Linked DNA regions of Sus scrofa: region 2 is linked to region 1. Evidence: chromatin contacts called from public promoter capture Hi-C data. All regions are on one chromosome and are shown on one strand. The core of a region is the stretch at or near the end of the contact, and the rest is flanking DNA. Distances in the headings are between cores, read along the strand shown.

The links. Promoter capture Hi-C pulls out the DNA fragments that hold promoters and counts their contacts.
Region 2: a promoter capture Hi-C map of fetal skeletal muscle shows a contact between it and region 1, with 5 times the contacts expected there. The contact joins the promoter of NUDT17 here to the promoter of HFE2 in region 1. A contact is called at or near these places in 1 of 5 promoter capture datasets (fetal skeletal muscle), 13 of 47 Hi-C or Micro-C datasets (alveolar macrophages, blood, embryonic fibroblasts and 7 more) and 2 of 2 datasets of contacts at active chromatin or transcription factors (alveolar macrophages and skeletal muscle).

The regions. Positions count from the first base shown.
Region 1 is chr4:99,326,436-99,329,480 of Sscrofa11.1, reverse strand. It overlaps HFE2 (hemojuvelin), which reads right to left and starts at 1,492. Exons shown (of 4, transcript XM_005663519.3): 1 at 1,268-1,492. All of the region lies in intron 2 of LOC106510173 (a long non-coding RNA gene), which reads left to right.
Region 2 is chr4:99,476,520-99,479,564 of Sscrofa11.1, reverse strand. It overlaps NUDT17 (nucleoside diphosphate-linked moiety X motif 17), which reads left to right and starts at 1,612. Exons shown (of 9, transcript XM_005663529.3): 1 at 1,612-1,829; 2 at 2,024-2,207; 3 at 2,426-2,451; 4 at 2,599-2,691; 5 at 2,955-3,045. The coding sequence starts at 1,638.

The sequences.
Region 1 (3,045 bases), core at 243-2,742:
AAAGAAATTTGGCTGTGCAGGGGGAAAGAGAAGAGTTGAAGATTGTTCAGAATGGTGTGAAGAGAATCTGCGGAGATCAAGAAAAGTTTGAGCAGACTGGAGTTTGGGGAGAATGGGGGTCCCTGAACTAAAAATGTGGCTGTTAAGCCTCTGTGACCTGCTTTTGTGGCTACTTTCAGGTCCCTTATGCAATACTCCTAGGTGGGGGTGGAAGAAAGGTTGAATTGACTGGGGGGGGGGGGGCAGAGTCCACTGTATTGCCCCATTCTGAGCTACCAATCAGCAGAAATGTCAAAAAAAAAAAAAAAAAGAGGAATCATGTGGATAGTGGGTTCCCCAATAGAATTAGGATCTGAAAAGTACTTCAGAAACATACCTCTTACTTGCCCTTCCCCATCAGGATGGGATACTCTCCAGGGGTCATTCATTTCTTTTTCTCCTTTGTGTCAGAATTCTCAGCAAGAAGTTGTAAAGGTGGTATACACATCCCCTCTCTAGAATACCAGTATTCAAATGAAAAGGGAACCCATCTCTTTCATATACTCTAGAGAGCTAAAATTATATCTCTCTCTCATGGAATAATGGGATGTACACCAAGCATGCAAATCAATGTTTGTTGTGGGTCAACAGTTCTTGTATTTTTCCAAACCTTACTGAAGAATCATTCATTCCATTAATCTTTCCTTTGCAAGTTTAGAAGTTCTCAGTCTTTTGATGTGGATGGGGCTTGAGGAGGGACTAACTCTCTCTTGCCAAACTACCCTCTCCAAGGGTAAGGATATGACTGAGGGAGAGTCATGTAGGAGGGAGAGTAGGATGACTGAGACTAGAGTCATGGGGAGAAATCATTTACAACAAGGAGTAGCCCTACCCTTAGAAGCCCAACGTGAAGGGCACTACTAAGTAGGAGCAGGGTAGAAGGGTAGCAGTGACTAATCATCTGAGGTTAAATTTGGCCTTGGTGAGAAAACCACAGAATAGGAGATATGGGAACCTCCTACTAAAGAAAGAGACTTCACTAGTAGTCTTGAGGCAACCAGATGAGGAGAGAGCCAAGACTCCCAAAGGAGAGACAGAAATTTAAACTTCTAATGGCCAGAGAACAGAAAGAAATAAGACAGAAGGAGAAATGGACACTGGGGCACCTCAGTATGGAAGAGATCCTAGCTTTCAGACCAGAGACATCCAAGAAGGTGTCTTAATTTTATGAAAGTCTAACTTCACTCCAAAAGCTTATTAAAGGAATTGCAATTTCATTTTGACTTACTGTTTCCAGACGTCAAATATTAGTCTGATATCCAGTTCTCCAGCCATGACTGTCTACTGTGTCAGTCAGCTCCAGCCAGGGGATCCCCCGTCTCTTTCTCCATGTCTTCCCCAGGTCCCCAGACCGGTGGCAATCTCACTGAGGTCAGGGAACCAGAGAAGGTCTGATGTGGGGGGAAGGGAGAGTATATGGCTGGCCAGAGTACTGGACAGCTGAGCGGGGGAGGGAGGTGGCTACTGAGTTGACTGTTTTAAAAATAGCTAAGTCCAAAATTCCAGGAACATTGGTGGGGGTAGGGTGTTGGAGTTGGGGGAGTGGGGAGGGTAGGAGGATTGGAAAGAATATGGAGTATAGGGTGCCAAGTGCGGAAGGGGGGCAGAAATATGACAATCAAGTCAGATGTCCAATTTGAGCTTATATAATTCTAGTTAGTGCCTACTTCAGGCAGCCCTGAAGTATTGTTAAAAATGAGCTCTTGACCTTTAAAAATTAGAATGGACAATTGTATACATTTTGTTCATCACCTTCAAGCCTGCTATGTTAAATATGGCATTTAGTTTCTACAGAACACATCTAGGAGGTAGCTGACTTTAAATAAGGTCCATAACAGAGATAGTTCACAGCACCCCCACCCCCCATCTTTGCAGAGTAAATCAGATGGACTAAAACAGCCAGCTGTCTAGAGAAGAAATCTGAGCTCTGAGTTGTTTAGGATGAGGGTTTGTTTCAGTCTACTAGCTCAGATCCTTGCAGCTGTCTACCCTACATCCTCCATTTTCATTCCCTTATTTATACAGCAATTCCTCTTCCCCAAAATACACACAAAAATATAAGCTCCTGAGTTGCTGGGGGGAGAAGGCTAGGAAGGGCAAGAAGAAGGAATGGGGATAGAAAATTTGAAGGTTATTAATCCACAGAGGAGAGGACCTTGGAGAGATAAACTGAGAGAAAAAGAGATTCAGAAAGATATTTTTGTGGAGTAAGATAATCTGGTGACCTCTTATAAGATGTTGCAGTCAAGGAATTTAGCCATGTCATATTTTAGCAGCCATAGGCATCATCACCTCTTAGTATTTGCCAAGTGAAATTAACACAAGGGCCGACCTCAAATAGTGTCACTAATGCATCTGCATTAATTTGCTCTATACTTAATTCAGAATCTAGAGGCCCACGGAACACTCTTCTCTTTATTTTACATGTGTATCTGAAAATTTTAGTTTTTCTCTTGATGCCATGAAGCCATATCACAAGGGTTGTTTTTGGGTTTTGTTTTGGCCGTACCCATGGCATGCAGAAGTTCCCAGGCCAGGCCAGGGATCAAACCCTCACCACAGTGGTGACCTGAGCCACAGCAGTGACAACACTGGATCCTTAACCTACTGAGCCACCAGGGAACTCCACAAGGGTTTATATTACAAAAGTGTAAAATGACTCCAACCAAACTATCCAAGTGACTTTAAAACACAATAATTTGGGAGTTTCCTGGTGGCCTAGTGGTTAAGGATTCAGCATTGTCACTGTAGTCAAATAAATAAATAAATACAATAAGTTGACTATGAAATCCCAAGTGAGATTACTCTAAGGACAAAAAGAAGTGCAAAATATTTTAAAGCAGTCATGTTGGTGGTAGTGTTGGTATTGCTATTCTGAAAGCTTTGTGGGTATATCGTGGGATAAAACAAATGAGTAATTACATTCTTGTGAACCAGGATTTTAGAGGTAGCATAAAGAGGTACAGATTTATGATTGAAGTAAAAACGCTACAATTCTGAATTTAA
Region 2 (3,045 bases), core at 363-2,862, 150 kb before region 1:
TAGCTGCTCCTTAGTTTCTGGTAAGGTGTATTCAAATCAGCTGAAGGGTGGTCTTCAAATTCTTGCCCTTGGTCTGAATCTGAATGCAGGCCTCATCCCATCCCCCACCCAATGACCTGAGGCAGTTCTTGTAGCTCCACTAATTAAGCAAGCCTGCCTTATTCTGATGGCTTTCTTACATGGTCTCCCAGCATCCCAGGTTTCCCTTTTTATGACCCTCTATTGGAACTTCTACAACCACCTGTGCCTACTCAATCCCTATCAAATTGGCCCAAGCAGTCACTAGACTCTATGGATAAAAGTCACATCTGCCAGGTCCAGGCTTCTAACACATCTGAAATTATGTATGTAAAACATTTAGCACGATCCCCAGCATATGGTAAGCACTCAATAAATAACTGCCTTCCTCTTCACCATGGTTCCCAAAAAGTGGCGATTCTAACTTCTCTCTCAGTACCATGGATAGATGATTAATCTAGTTGATGTAATAGGTCCCAGCAGCTTTATTTCATTTAAAGCAGCTGGGTGTTGTTTTACAATCGCTTCATGTTCTAATTCACTAAATATCTGAATGCCAATGAATTGCTAGTCACCATGCTAGATATAATATATAAAGATAAACCCAGTACCATCTCTGTCTTCAAGATACCCACCATCACTTACTGAGCACCTGTTATGTGCTCAGCTCGCCTTAGGAATGCGAAGATGAATAGCCTTGAGCATACAGCCTAGTGGGAGGAGATGAGTAAGCACAAGGAAGTGTTGGGGGGCTAGAGTGGGAAAGTAGCTAAGTACAGAGACCTGGGGAAAGGCTCAGGCAGAAAAGGGAGCATAGGAAAAGTGACACAATCTGTATTTTGAAAGATGGGAGGCAGAGCCTGTTTCTTCGGAGAGAGCAAAAAGGATATAAGCTGAAAATAGGGCATGAGTCCTGCCAGAACTGACAGGCAGGGGCAAGGACTGGTGGGTTCTTGCTACAATGCTAAGTAGCTTCTCTTATCCTCAGAGCAGTGGGAAGCAAAATGAGCAGATCTGTATTTTAGAAAGATCATTCTGGCAGCACTGTAGAGAATGAATTGGTGGGGGCAAGACTGTTTGGAGACTTGTAATAATACCTCAGGCAGACTATGAGGAAGGCTTGAACTAGGGCTGTGGAGGCTGGAGATGATGTTGGTTTGAGAAAGTGTGAGGGTAGAATCTGCTGCATTTTGTTGCTATTTGAGTAAGAAGAAAGAGGGGAGGTGTCAAAAATGTTTTCCTGGGTGTCTGGCTAGGGGATGGGTGTGATTAATCCGAGGTGCTACCTGCTGTAACAGGTATGCAGGGTGCCATGGAGAGGTGCTTATAGTTCCGCCCATGGCTGGTTGGAGATGACCTGTGAGTCCAGACGTCAATCTGGGGATCATTTCCCTAAACAAAGAAGATGGGAGGAAAGAGGAGCTGGGGACTTAGAGGTTCCCCTTTGTTATTTATTTATTTTTTTTACCACACCCATGGATCATCCCCAAGCGTCATGCCTAAATTCCCCACGTTGCGGAAGCCCGGCTTCCTTCCGACCCCGCGGAAGGCTCCGTGGGGAAGCGCCTCTAGGCCACCAGAGGGCGCCAAGCCTGACGCGGCGATCCTAGAGCCGAGTTATGGCCGCGGCGCGGGTGCTGCTGCTACTGTCCGGGCGCCCGGAGTCGGTGAGCTTCACGCAGAGTGTGTGCGGCCTCCTGGGCGCCAGACCCGGGCTCGGGCCGTGGTCCGCACACTGCAGCCTCAAGCGGGGACAACTCGTCCTCTCGGCCAGGCCATTCCCAGGCGCGTCGGCCAGGCTTCCGCTCCAGGTCGGGAGAGGGGGCACCCAGCGCGGGGCAGTGAAGGGAGGGACTGGGATCGGGCGGGAGCTGGAGGCCGGCGGCCTGGGGGCCGGGCCAGTCGCCGACTCCGCCTCCTTCTCCGAAGTCGCGCGGTGTCGCCCAATTTTTGCAAGCCCCGCCCCGCCTCTGAAGCGTTAACCGCAGCGGCTCCCTCCCTCCAGCGACCCCCTTTCTGCCCTTTTGCGGCCCTGGAGCAGCAGCCGGGGGCTCCTGCGGCCGAGCTGCCCATGAATCGAAGTGTGGATCTGGGCGTGGCGGTCATTCTGCAGTCCAGCGATCAAACTGTCTTGTTGACCCGAAGGACAGGCACCCTCAACGTTTTCCCCAACCTCTGGGTACCCCCAGGTGAGCACCCTGAGGACTAGGCCCCAAGATCCGGAAGGAAATCTGTCCTTTACCCAACAGTGCTCTTCCCCGTCTCAAAAGACAAAGAAATAGGTCCCATAATTACAAAGGGCTACAGCTGCCTCTGTGCGGGCTGGAGAAGGGGGCAGTGTAAACAGTGAGTGGGGCTCCTTGGCCAGGACCACCACCGCTCACTACTGGTCCCACTGTTGTTGCAGGTGGGCATGTGGAACCTGATGAAGAGGTAACCAATCAAGTGACACAACCCGCACCTTGCCCCAGAGGACAGGGTGCCTGGGACCATCTTGGGGCTGGGCAGAGGGAAGGGCAAACACAGGACTCAGAGGAGTCAGGCACTGGCCTCTCTGACCTTCTGCCCTCTCACTCCCAGCTGTTGGAAGGAGGGCTTCGAGAGCTTTGGGAGGAGAGTGGACTACAGCTGCCCCAGGGCCAGTTCTCTTGGACCCCTCTGGGGTTATGGGAGGTGAGACAGGGAGCTGGGAGAGCATCCTTCCTATTTAACCAAGAGCCCTTAATAATCTCTAACCCACCAAAGCCCACAGAACAGCCCTACTTGCCTTGACCACAGGGGAAACGATGGAGTGTGGGTGGTTTGGAGTCCCCAGTGCCACGACCCTTACCCATGTCCCTCCTGTGCCATCTCTACTCTCCACTTCCTCAGCTGCATTTACAGAGTCTCAAAAAGGCACAGAAAGTTCTCACTTTTGCTGTTTTCTTCTTTCTCAGTCTGCCTACCCCCCTAGGCTGAGCTGGGGTCTCCCCAAATACCATCACATCATTCTCTATCTCCTTGTCATCTCCCAGGAGACACAGCAGC